Linked DNA regions of Mus musculus: region 2 is linked to region 1. A link is a contact called in public HiChIP or PLAC-seq data. All regions are on one chromosome and are shown on one strand. Each heading gives the region's core, a stretch centred on a gene start, on an enhancer-like site or on the middle of the called end of the contact. The rest is flanking DNA. Distances are from core to core; before and after follow the strand shown.

What was found. HiChIP or PLAC-seq counts read pairs in DNA pulled down with a chosen protein or histone mark.
Region 2: a contact with region 1 is called in an H3K27ac HiChIP or PLAC-seq map of embryonic stem cells, with 8 read pairs. The contact joins the promoter of Pcgf1 here to the promoter of Slc4a5 in region 1. A contact is called at or near these places in 5 of 39 promoter capture datasets (the C10 cell line, the HPC-7 cell line, cranial neural crest and 2 more), 3 of 115 datasets of contacts at active chromatin or transcription factors (all in embryonic stem cells) and 3 of 9 other capture datasets (adipose tissue, liver and pancreatic islet).

Annotation. Positions count from the first base shown.
Region 1 is chr6:83,235,463-83,241,943 of GRCm38.p6, reverse strand. Slc4a5 (solute carrier family 4, sodium bicarbonate cotransporter, member 5) reads right to left here and starts at 4,569. Exons shown (of 25, transcript NM_001166067.1): 1 at 4,182-4,569; 2 at 1,205-1,334. The coding sequence starts at 1,257.
Region 2 is chr6:83,073,080-83,080,195 of GRCm38.p6, reverse strand. Pcgf1 (polycomb group ring finger 1) reads right to left here and starts at 1,806. Exons shown (of 9, transcript NM_197992.1): 1 at 1,718-1,806; 2 at 1,196-1,301; 3 at 928-1,080; 4 at 691-762; 5 at 451-556; 6 at 241-274; 7 at 56-142. The coding sequence starts at 1,774.

The DNA of each region.
Region 1 (6,481 bases), core at 3,320-5,819:
GTGTGTGTATGTGTATGCATGCATATGCATGTTAGTGTGTGTGAGTATGTATTGTGTGCATGTGTGTATATGTGTGTGTATGTACATGTGTGTATGAGTGTGTATATGAGTGTATGTGGGTACAAGTGTGTGTGTGTGTGTGTGTGTGTGTGTGTGTGTAGTCCTGTAGTTAACATCTGAAGCCTTCCTCAATTGCTCTCCATTCTGTTTATTGAGGTAAACCTTAATCCAGAGCTCAGCGCACAGCTTCTGGCTAGTCTAGGTAGTCACTTGTCCTGGGGAGCTCCTGTCTCTGCTCCTTGGCTGAGATTACAGATGACCACTGCTCCTGTCTGGCTTTTACATGGATCCCAGGGGTCTAAGCTCCGGTTCTCACAGTCGCCCGGCTAGCCCTTTATCCACCAAGCCAGCTCCTTACACCCTTCTGCTTTCTTCCATTGCTCCACCTCTGTAACCCACTCTGCTTGTCCAAACTCTGCTGAGAATGATGAGCCATTCAGTCCTACGTCTCTTCCTCCTCCAGGAAGTCCTCCCTGTGTACTCCAGCCGGACTGGAACATTCCCTTCCATAGCATTTAGTTTGAACCACTTGACACTGAAGAATATATGGTTTTATAGTTTTGCAGGGTTGTTGCATAGGTCTACTATTCCATCATGCTATCTCTCCCTCTCTCTCTCTCTCTCTCTCTCTCTCTCTCTCTCTCTCTCCCTATTCATGTATGTGAGAGTGCACATGTGTGTGCAGGTATATATTTCAAGATTCGAGAACAAGCCTGTTTCTTGGTTCTGCCCACCATTTTTTAGACCCTCTCATTGGTCTGGAACTTCCTTAGGCTAGGCTGGCTGGCCTCAGCTCCTGGAATGGGCATATCTTCATCCCCTGGCTGCCACTGAAGTTACTAGCACACAGCACCACTGTTAGATTATTTTACATGGATTCTGGAGACAGAAGTCAGGTCCCCGTTTCTCCAAACAAGCACTTTGCCAACTGAGCTAGCCCCTTGGTGTTTGAAGTGTCGTTTCTTTGACAACAACAACAATCATTTATGTTTGCTCCCTATGCTTTAGAGTTCTAGACACAGAAACTGGCAGCTGGGAAGGTGCTCACCGAAGGACTCAGGCTTTAACACCACTTTCCCAGCAGGAGATTTGGCCCAGCCTGGGCCCTGGCCACGCCCCCTCCTCCATCCGGGCTCCCTCTCACCTGGCTGACTCCTTCCACTCCATCTGGTCCCCATCATGCTGTAGAGTGTCCATCTCTGTGAAGAGGGTGGGGTTGGGAGCCTCATCTTCCTCCCCCAGGATGTCCTGCAGCTGCTCAGCAGCTGGAGACCCTGAAAAAACATGAAGAAGTTGGGTCTGCCGAGTGCCCAAAGGCCAGAAGGGCCCCAAGGCCCACAGGAACAGAGCAGGCACCCGGGCAAGGGAGGGGTATTTCTCCATTCTCTGAGGCTCAGTCCATTTTCTGGGTCAGCTGAACTCTTGTCCCTTTGGACTGGATTGCAGGTGTTAATCTTTGAGATAAGAAGGAATTTGGGCTGTGTTTAGATTCCAGGGTCTTATAAGTGACAGTGAAGGCTGAGGAATGGCTAAAGGCACAGCAGCAGCAGGATCCAGGACTGGGAAAGTGAAAAGCAGAACACCTTGACCCAACAACACTCCGCACAAAAGCCTAGAACTCTCTTTTGCTCCGCTGGGTCCCGAGCCAGCAGTCAGCGGTCACGAGGAGGCAGAGGGTCCACGGAAAGGTGGGGCTAGAGCACCCTGTGGGCTTTCACACTGGCGAGGGGGGCCTGATTCCTGGGTATCCTGCCTCCTCACGGTGACCTGCTGGAAGCCACCTCCTGAACATTTCTCAGGCGCCTCCTTTCCACTCCCTCCCTCTTCCCGTTGTCTAGTAGCTCCGCGCCAGGCATCGTCCTTGGGACTGGGAAATAAAGCTGTGGGAATGATCCACGTGCTAGCTACGGCAAGGACCGGAAACAAGCAGGTAAACAAATCCATAAACAACCGTTTGGGATAGTGGTGAGGGCTCTGAAAAAAAGAAAGGAGAGGAGAGGAGAGGAGAGGAGAGGAGAGGAGAGGAGAGGAGAGGAGAGGAGAGGAGAGGAGAGGAGAGGAGAGGAGAGAAAAGAAAAGACAAAACAACCAAGGAAAACAGGAAGCTATAGAGTATGCTGGCCACAAAGCCCCTCTGAAAATGGCATTTGAAATGTGACTTGGACACAGGGGGAAGGAAGTGTGTTGTAGATGCCCTGTGGTGAGCATGCCCATGAGCATGTGAAGGGCAGTGTGGCTGCAACTCAGTGAGCTGCCCAGGGGGATGACAAGATGTCAAACGATGGCCTGAAGGCATCCCTGGCTCCCCTGGCTCCTCCCATCTCCTCCGTGTGTTTTCCAGACTACTTGCTCATCAGCCCCCTCACTCAACCTCCCACCAACTGTCCGCAGACTGACCTCATGAAGCTTTCCCACCTCTTCTGAGTCTCTTATCTCTTCAGTTTCTCCGACTTCTGCCTTCAATTATTGATCACTTGGTCCTTCCCTGTCCGTATTTTGAAGAACTCTTTTCAAACCTAACCTCTCTCTCCCCTGAAACTTCCCGGTAGAGCCAGGCATTCAACAGCACCCAGACAAGGACCCACCACGGACCACGATCATCTTCATGTTGAACGTGTCCTGGAGTCCCAGAGGTAGGAGACACAGTCCACCTGGACATGAGTCACACAGTTAGCGCTTACGTGTGAGCATGATACACCTGTCACAAGGCTTAGACCACAGATGGCCCTATTGCCTCTTACCGCCACCAACCCCAGGATGCAGGCTCAGCACTCATGGAAGAAAACCTCTGGCCGTGGAACCTTCCGCTTGGCCTTGTCTGCACCCTTCCTGTGTCCCTCAGAGCCAGCCCCAACCATTAGTCCCTCTCAGTAAACTTCTTAGGCTTCTAGCCCACTTCCGAGAGGAAATAAAGGCATGCAGGTGTGAAGTCCACTAGATTCCTCTCTGCTAGCCTGTACCCTGCTGCCCACCACCCTTGGGGCCGATCCTTCCTCCACTCACCGTCCTCAGCACCTCGTCCAACAGCCCCTGCTGCCTCCCCAGCCTCATCACCTCTGGGTACCCCATCCATGGCCTGGCAGCAGCCGAGTTCGCTCTTTAAATATTCCTAGCAAGCTTGTGCAGTGGACTTCCAGAATCATAGCGTTCTTTGAGGGGGACCCTGTCCACACAGGGTAGAAACGATTTTCTTAGCAGAAAAAAGTGCTAGTAACTTCTGTGGTTATAGACCCGCAATGAACGTCACTGATCTAGATGTATCTGAGTTTGAAATGTTTCTATTGTTTTAAACTTATTTCACTGGCTTATTGAGTTTAAGGAAATTTCTTTTTAAAAAAAGGTAATTTGTGTAGGCATAGTGCCTTTATGGCAATACACCTTTAATCCTAGCTCCTGGGAGGCAGATGCAAAGGGATCTCTTTGAGGTTGAAGCCAGCTTGGTCTACATTGTGAGTTTCCAGAAAGCCAGGGCTACAAAGAGAGATCCTATCTCCTAAATAAATAAATATACAAATATATAACCAACCATCCTAAAACAGAACAAACAAACAAAAACCTCATTGTTTTCTCTTTTCTCCCTTCAAATTGGGAGATGACTATGGCTCTTTGATTCTGAAGAAACAAACCAATTCCCTATGGGATCAGTCTATTAGCTACTGCTCAGTTTTGGATTTGCCTTGCTGGGAACGGGACCCAGGACCTGTTTGCACTTAGCAAGCAATCCACCACTGGGCTGCATCCCTAGCCCGATAGCAACTCAAGTGTAGATTTGCTCTCGTGGATTTCCAGCTGAAAAGCCTTGGGTGGCTCTTCATTACCTAAAGCTTGGGTTTGGTGATATGGTTCAAACCATCGCCAGCAATCTGGACCTAGCCTAGTGCATCCTTGGCTCTGCTGTGCCCAAGCCCAGTCACATCAGAATCACACATACAGTTCTCTGAAAACAAGGACCATACCATCCTTTAGACCTCTGTCCCCTATTTTGTATATCTGCAATCTTCCACATCCTTCAAGGCCAGGAGAAGGCAAATAAATGGACAGATCCTTAAGAGATAGCAGATTAGAAAGCACAGGCAGAGTAGGGGTCTATCCGAGCGAGCACCAGCCTGTCTGGGCAGTACCTGCTCCCTGGAACAGCTGAGCGCTGGAGTCTCCGGAGGTTGGTGCTGCCTCTGGCCCCAGCCTGCTTCTGTGGCTGCTACCCTGGCTGTGGGTCTCCTCCAGTATCCTCTTCCCCACAAAACAAACTCACTTTTGTTTCTAGTTAAGCAGCAAGGGAGGCATGGAGGAGGAGGGCAGGAGAAGGACGAGAGGGAAGGTGGGGGATTGGGGCTCGAGAGAAATAGCGATGGGTGTGAGTGATTTCGTGGAAATCCTGGGAGAAACCAGCAAATGAGAAAGAAAGGGGGCGGGGGAATCTGAGGTATGATGGAGAGAGGAGGCTTAGCGCTGAAGCTCAAACAGGGACCTGTGTGCTCCTCAGCAGCAGGGTGGTGGCAGCTGAGGACTGTGTGAGAACACCTAGAGCTGCCCCTCCCCCGCCCGCTCCCCGCGGGCCCCTCCCCCTCCCCTAGAGCCCTTCCGGACAGACCTGGAGGCTCCAGTAGAGCAGGGCACCTCTCAGGCTCCTTATAAAGGCTGGGGCTGGGAGGTAGCATTTGTACACAACCCCCCTAGGGCCTCGTTAAGATCTTGAGATTTTGGTGGCAGGTGAGCAGTCTGTAATAGCCTGGCAGGCCTGGTGCCCTGGCCAGGACAGCCTCACCAACCGCTGGGAGTTGGGCGTGGAGGTTGGGTTGTTGTTGTTGGGGGGGTGGGGGTGGTGCTTGCTGTGGGCTTTAAAATGTTGCATGGGGCTGGATTAGCTCTCTTCACAACTTTAAACCAATTCCTGGATTTGCTGTTTGTACCCACTTCTACGACAAAATGACAAGCGTTGTCACTGAGTGGATGTTTTCTGGGAGCCCATGGACAGCAGGAACTGGTCACTTCGGGGGCATGTATGAACCCCATGGGGGAATTACTTTGCTCTCTGAGAAATGTCTAATCTGGGGTTTGGCTCAACAAGTGCTTACCATGTGCAAGGTTGAACGGAGGTCACAGAGGCTCAGAGGCAGCACTACAAACTCGGTTCCGAAGTCTTAGAATTGGGAGGGGGCTTGATGATGATGAAGTGCAAACCTTCAGTTCACAGATAAAAATGGGGAGTTGGTGGACACCTCAGAAAGCCCTGGTGCAGGTGAGTTGTCTGGGGAGAGCTGGCTACATACTGTCCCATGCCCGGGTCCCTGACCACATTGTCATACTTGAGGTTAGACGATCAAGCAGGGTCTGTTTGAGATGGGGGTTAAGTGCAGCCCAGATGGGCCTCCAGGGTCTGAGACACAGGATGAAGTCTGGTGCGTCTGAGATTACAGGCCAGGGTGCTGGTGCTGTCGCAACATCATCAGAGAGCACTGGGGCTTGAATGGGGCCTCTGTTATGCTGGGCCAGCCCTCTACTCACTGAGCTAAAACTAGCTCCAATCTGAGACATCCTCCTGCATCACACTCCTAGTTCAGGGATTACAAGTGTGCACCACCATGCCTGGCTCCCACTCTGCCCATGTAAAGAAACAGAAATATGATCAGGTTCATGGGGAGCTCCAAGCAAAGTTACCATCACAGAGTCCCCAGCAGTGGACATCCCAGGAGTGTCCCCACTGAGGGTCCTGGCCTCATAGATTACACTCCACTGTGAGTGTGGTCCTACTGAGTCCTACTAAGTCCTACTGAAGCACCCTCTACAGGACACACTAAGTCAGAGGCAGGGTCTACCTCCACACCCAAAGAAAGATTTCAAAGCGCACGCCTTTAATCCCAGCACTTGGGAGGCAGAGGCAGGCAGATTTCTGAGTTTGAGGCCAGCCTGGTGTACAGAGCGAGCTCCAGGACAGCCAGGACTACACAGAGAAACCCTGTCTCAAAAAAAAAAAAACAAAACAAAACAAAAAAAAAAAAAAAAAAAAAAAGAAAGAAAGAAAGAAAAAGAAAGATTTCAAAAGAAACTGGAGAGACCGTTAACATTGTAGAGAGGCCAGAGCTGGGTTCATCTCTTGATGCTGCAAATTATTAGCAGTAATTGTATTGGCAATGCAGTAACCTCTGTGAGACTCAGTTTCCCTGCTAACTAAGTAGAAATGATGGCATCCACTTCTCTGAATTCTGGTGGAGAGTAACTGGAATAATCCTAGCAATGTGACAAGCACTCACCGGCCCCTCAAGTGATATTCCTACCATTGCGCTTGTGGCTATGACCAGCTTCCTATCACCAGCCTGCTCCCACCCTGAACATCCCAGGGACCTCGTCCTTTTCACTGTCTGACCCTGCCCCGGCCACTTCTGCTGGGGCCCTTCCCTATCACAGCCCCTCCTTCCTGCCC
Region 2 (7,116 bases), core at 557-3,056, 160 kb after region 1:
CATGCCCTCCCCTTTCAGTCCCTTGTTTTCCCCGTAACATGATGGGCTTACTTACATGCTGTGGATTTAGCATTAGTCGGTGACACAGAACCCTTCGGAGATGGCGGACCTCAGCTCTCACAGAACACCGAACATACTTGTTCTAGGAACAGAGAAGGAGGGGAGGGCACAGGTGTCTGAGGGAAGGGTTGCTGGGAGAAACGGCTCCTTCAAAGGGGCCCTCCCCTCAACCCCTCTCACCTGAAGGACATTTTTATTCTTGTCTTTGCCAGAACTGGATGGAAACAGATACAAGTTAGAGGGTTCCACTTTTCTTGTCTCCTACCTAGCACAAGCACCACAGCACACTTTCTTCAGGGGAGCAGACACTCCCTCACCCTTCCCCCCAAGTCCCTTAGCATCTGGGTCACCAGTAGTATCACTTCACGCAACCTCTGACCTGCCCCTCACCTCAGCCGCTCCAGGCATAGGCTCAGCTGTTCATCATATCGATAATAGTGGGCTTTAGAGTGGTCAAAACTGCTGAAGGGGAGGCCAAGGTTGCTCAGGGCTGGCTCTGAGGAAAAGTAGATATTGAGGAGGCTGGTACAGGTTCCATACCCTCTTCTCCCCAGAGAGCAAAACCAGGCAAAAGAGATGCTCTGAGGGCTTTAATTGCCCCCCTCCCCCAAATGAGCACCAAGGACATACCTTCACCACTGGGCTGGGAGACTCTGTCTAAGCCTCGGGACTGATAGAATTCCCGAATCCGTTTCTCTTCACCTAAGGAGGGGTGAAGGGCAGCCATATTAATTCTCTTTGTTTTGGCTGTTGACCTCTTTATCTTTGTATTTTTTTGATTCCCAACAAAACTGTTGGGAACAAAACGTCAAGGTGCCACCCAGCATTAGAGTCAGGAGGCCCCACAAATATAAGGTGGCCACTCACTGTCTTGCAAGCCTGGCACTAGCTTATACACTATGTCCTGCATGACCCGATCCAGTTTGAGATTGAGCAACGGCTGCGTCTCGTGGATCTTGATGTTGCACATGGGGCAGTACTTGCTGGTTTGCAGGTACTTCACGATACAACTTTTGCAGACTGTAAGAGGAGAAACGAAGATGCTCAGGTCCCTTGGGAACCCGACACATGGGACAGGCAGCACAGAGGCTGGCAGCCAGCTTGGAAGAGGAGAGACAGGATCCGGGACACTCACAGGTGTGGAGACACTCTGTGATGGTGGTGGCATCCACGAAGTAGCCCGCGCACAGGCAGCAAACGATGTGTTCATTCAGGTCTTTGATCTTCACCCGGACCTCCTCCTGTGGACACACCCTCAGTCACTCCCCACTGGTCTTGCAAGCCCACCCCATCTCACCTTCTGCAATTCCCAGCAACAGAGCAGTTTGTTATTGGACTGGGTCGTCTGGCCCCCGAGAAGAGACGGGGGAGTGAGCTCCCCCTTCGCCCAGCAGAGGGCTCCGCGCACAGCGGGTGCTCTCTTTTCGCGGACCCGCCTGACTCTCTTTTTTCCCTCGGGAGACCAGACGCTGTCGGAGACACAACGCGCAAGCGTCCAAGTCCAGCGTTTGGCAACTCGGCCAGAATCGCGCGTGCGTATCGCGCACCCCGTGGCTGCGCAAGCGCACTGGGCGCCCATCCCGCCGCCACCCGTCCTCTCCTTCGTTTGGGTTCACACAGCTAACGGACCCCAGCAGTCATCCCGCTGCCCCTGCACCTCGTTCCGTAGTGGGTCCATCTTGTACACTGACTGGAGCTGGTTCCGAAGCCTCATCGCGATCGCAATCTGGCCCCCCTGAGGAGACGCCATCTTAAAGGCTGATCCCAGCCCGCCACTTCCGGTACCGCCTGCGGGGCGGGACTTGTCTCCTAGCAACGAGGGCCTCACATTCTCCGGATTGGCTAGTTTTCCGGCACACCCCGCCCTCGCCCCCTCTTTAGCTCCCCGTGTGCTCACCTGAGCCCGCTGCCCCCCCAACAATCGGTGGTCGTTATGGAGGGGGGTTGAGTGAAGCAGGGTCTCTGCGGTGCACGCTCCCACGGGCGTCCTTCCAACGGCGCGCACACAACCTCTGGATCAACTTCGGTAGCTTGTGCTAAGAGAGCCTGTGTGCCCTGGGACCCCGAAGCCGGGCTATCGCCCGCCGCTACAGCTCCGGAGTGTGGGAGTCCTGGGACCCGACCTCGCCTCCGACCCGGGGTCCTCTCTATACAGTGCAGTCCTGCTCCGCTGCGGCGTCCGCGTTGCGGAGCTGCGTCCCAGCCGCGGGCCTTCTCCCGTCTGCGCCGCGGGAGTTTTTTCCGGGCTCGCGAAGTCTGGGAGAGGGTGCCCTGGGCGGGGTGGAGAGGGAGAGACCCCCCGGGGAACCGGGAGCTCTTACTCCCCACTCTCTCCCTGCTGCCGAGGATGGGGAGAATAGGCCCTGGCTAATGATGATGATTTAATCATCGGCGCCTGCGGAGGCCTGGGACAGACTAATGCAGAGCAGATGCCGAAGGAGGAGGGGAGGATTGACAGCGAGGAGACTTGGGCAGCGAGTGCCTGCAGTAGCATAGGCCCGGGCCCGCACTTGGGGAGGACACAGGGGTTCCCGGGTCTGGTACACTGTCATCACTGGGTCCCTACGGCGGAATTTTAAAAGAATAAATTTACTCTGAAGCGTTATTAGCATCGAGTACAACTGGAGATTCGAGTGAGAGGGGAGAGACTGGCGGAAACTTGAAAGGCTCTCTGGAGAAAATTGGGACTCTTGTGTGGGCATGATTGACAAATGGATGCACGAGAGGTATAAATGTGATGGAAATAGAAAAAAAAGGCAGTGTGAAGAGGAACGACCAAAGAAACAGGTGTGGATTGAGAGCCCCAATGGAAGGAATGGGGTCTAAAAGAACTGGAATAATTAGGTTGAAGGTAACAGGAACCTCACAGAAAGGAGTGTATGTCTGTTACCCCATAAGTGGTAGTACATAAGCGTCAGGAAAGTATTAAAGACTTGTTAATCGACTACATACAGCTATGGTTTACCTTCCTGGCCCAGGCCACCTAGTCACCTCTGAGCCACTGCAGGTCTTGACTGCTTGCCCATGTCTATATCGTTCCCTCTTTAGACCTTTCTTCCCACAGCATGGCAAAGTGATTCTGATCATAGGTTACAAAGAACACACGTTTTTGATGATGTGTTTCTCATGTTGATGGTGGTGCTAGTTTAGTGGACATGTACATGGGGCAAAACCAATTACAGTATACACTTTAAATACTTGCAACTTGCAGCGTATCATAAATTAGACCTCAAGAAAACTGTTAAAAGTGAGTTCCAGCTGGGCAGTGGTGGCACACGCCTTTAATCCGAACACTTGGGAGGCAGAGGCAGCCGGTTTTTTGAGTTCAAGGCCAGCCTGGTTTACAGAGTGAGTTCCAGGACATCCAGGGCTACACAGGGAAACCCTGTCTCAGAAGAAAAAAAAAAAAAAAAAAAAAAAAAAGCAGGGCATGGTGGCGCACACCTTTAATCCCAGCACTGTATAGCTAGGGCTATAGAGAAACCCTGTCTCGAAAAAAACAAAAAACTGTTAAAAAAAAAAATGGCACAAGCTTAGGGGATCAGGAGTGCAGGGCCATCCTAGGCTACATAGCAAATTTGAGGCTAACCTAGACACTTAAGACTGTCTCAAAATCAACAAAAACAATAAGTAAATCATAACATTGAAAAAATTGTGGAGCCAAGTATGGTGACACACACCTTTAATTCTAACAGGCAGGGCAGAGGCAGTAGATCTCTTGAGTTTGAGCCCAGCCTGGTTTACAGAGCAAGTTCTAGGATAGCCAGGGCTATATAGAGAAATCATGTCTCAAAAAACCAAAACAAATAATCTGCTTGGTTTTTGTCCTTTTCCAATTTAAGATATTTTAATAGTGCAGAGCGTACAGCTCAGTAGTAAAGTGCTTGCCCCAGCTCTTTGTTGACCCTAGGAACATACAAGTAAGCAACCTCAAGGACTAGAGAGATGGCTCAGATGCTAAGCACTGGCTGCTCTTTCAGAAGACTTCTGTTCACTTCTCAGCACCATATAAAAGGTTTCCAACACTCTGTCACTCCAGCTGTAGACAATCCAGTGCCCTAGGCTGGCCTCGCAGGCACTATACCATGTATGTGGCACACATACATACATGGCACTCTGGCCTCACAGGCACTATACCATGTATGTGACACACAGACATACATGGAGACAAAACACTCGTGCACATAAATCTAAAACCAAACCAAACCCCAAAACTTGATAGCTTCCCTTTCCAGTCAGAATAAAAGTCTAAGGTCTTGCACGGGTTCTCTAGCCACACTGGGCTCCTCGATGCTTGTTCCGTAGACACACTGAGATGGGCTCTGCTTTGACACGCTGGCCATCCTTGTCTCTTTCCCCATCAGGTCTCCACGAGGCTTCTGTCTCCCAGCTGCGTAAATAACCCTATTTGACCTCTAGTTTCCTTGCTTTATGCTTCTTACCACTTTAACATTGTTAACATTTTATTTAGCATCATTTTTAGCTTTGTTTTAGTTGTTTTTTTTTTCTTCTCATGAGACAGGGTTTCTCTGTGTAGCCCTGGCTGTCTTGAACTCATTCTGTAGATCAGGTTGGCCTTGAACTCAGAAATTTGCCTGCCTCTGCCTCCCAAGGGCTGAGATTAAAGGCGTGGGCCACCACTGCCCTTGTTTTAGCATTGTTGATGTTTATTTAGTTTTGTTTGTTTTTGAGACAGGGTCTCACTATTTAGCCCTGGCTACTTGGCACTCACGAAGCAGATCTGGCTGGCTTTGAACTCACAGAGATCACCTGTCTCTGCTTTTCAAGGGATTAAAGTCATGTGCCACCATGCCAGGTTCTGGATCTTTTTCTTTAAAAAAAATTTTTTTTTTTGACTTGGGGTCTGATTAAGCATGTTTATTGCTCTTTCAGATGAGTGTATCTCTAGTTCCCATATGAAGCTGTTCACAACCACTTGTAACTCAGGTTCCAGGGGATCTGATGCCCTCTTCTGGCCTCTTGTATGTACGTGCTGCACATAAACTCACAAGCAAACCCATAAATTAAAAAGATAAATCTCTTTTTTTTTTTTGTAACTTGTTTTGTATATGTGCATATTCATGCTACACTGAGTGCACATGTGTGTGCATACATGTCAAACTCTGGTGTCCTTAGGATCCTGAGAGACCCGAGGAGAGCCTCCTTGTTAATAAGGTTAAGCTGGCTGGCCAACAGGTGCAGAGGCTCTCCTGTCACTGCCCCCATCCCCATCCCCGCCAGTACTCCACCACACCCAGCCTCTCACGGGAATCCTGGGAGTTCAACTCAGATCTTCACCTCTGTCTGGTAAGCACTGTATTGACTGAGCTTGCTCGCTTGCTTTTGTTTGAAAAACAGTGTTCTGCCACCTGGCCTCAAACCTGTGATCTTCCTGCCTCAGCCTCCTAAGGTAATTAGAGTTGTAGTCTTGCATCTCTCTGTGTGTATTCTATCTCTTCATATACTATATGCATGTTATAGTATTTGTTTCTAGTATTTTTCTAGTTTTTCCTCTGCCTTTTAGACTAGAATGTGCTATCCACATCTATATCTCCAGATCTGAGCACACAGTGCATGTTAAAATACCCCGGAATGGGGGCTGGAGAGACAGCTCAGCAGTTAGGAGCACTCAATGGCTCTTGCCTCTGCAAGACAGGAGTTCAGTTCCCAGCACCCATGTTGGGGGGATCTGACACTCCTGTCCTCTAAGGGGGTCTTTGCACACATGTACTTCACATAATCTCAAGCAGGCAAACACACATGGACAAAAAATTTAAGTAAGTCTTTTAAAAATGTACTAAATGAACAAATGAAAGAATGTAGGTGACATTGGTAGCTTAGATTAAGGATTTAGCAATTGGAATGAAGGGCTGTAGCTGGAACAGTTACACTCCTGTAATCCTAGCACCTAGAAGGTAGAGGCAGGAAGATCGGAATTCAAAGTCAGCCACGGCTACATAGTGAATTCAAGACCTGAGACCAGCAAAGTAGACTGAAGAACAGGAGGCGGCAGCTGCTTTTTAAACTCTATCTGTCTGTCTATCTATCTATCTATCTATCTATCTATCTATGAGACAGGGTTTCTCTATGCAACTTCTGCTGTCCTGGAACTTGCTCTGTGGATCAGGCTGGCCTCAAAGTCATAGAGATCCATCTGCCCCTGCCTCCCAAGTGGTGGGATTAAAGGCATGTGACACCACTGCCTGGCTTTTTATTTTTACTTTTATTTTAAACTTTAAAGGAAAGCAGCCAGGGTAGTAGGCCTAAGGGGATGAATGAGAGGTAAGCATTTCTTTCCTTCAGCCTGTTGGACTTAGAGTGGCTTCAAGAGAGCCGGGTGGAGCTGGCCAGGGCCAGAAGGCTAGATCAGAAGTGCAACTGGAGGGACGAGACTCAAATGTCAGGTGCCACTGTTGTCTGGAGTGGGTGTGAGAATAGGGGCTACTGGAATGGATGAAACCTGAAGGGGTGCAGAAAAGCTATAGCCAGAGCTCTGAAGTATGCTCCAACTCTCCAGGAGGAGAGAGCAAGGCCAGTGGAGGAAGGCTAGAAACAGTAACAATGTAAGCCCTGCTACAGAACTCAAGAAATGAAAAGCAGGGCTGGGGATGTAGCTCAGTGGGAGGCACTTGCCTAGCAAGCTTGAGACAGTCAATTCCCCCCACCCCCCACCCCACCCCCACCCCCCACCCCCCCACCCCCAGCCTAAAAGAAAAGGAAAAAGAAAAACAAATAGAAGCCAAAAGAAAGTGCACCTTAAGAGCTGGAGAGATGATCCAGCAGGTGAAGATGCTACCAAGCCTGATGACCTGAATTCCATCTCTGGGACCCACGTGGTTGAAGAAGACACACACACACACACACACACACACACACACACCACCAAAAATAAATGTAATTTTACATTTCAAAAAGGAAGGAAAGAAAATTCAAGAAATAATGGGTTGCTGTCCGTGGTTGTACACTCAACAGGGAAAGGCAGGTCGATCCCTGAGAATTCAAGGCCAGCTTGGCCTACAGAATGAGTTCCAGACCAGCCAAGATTACATAGAGAGA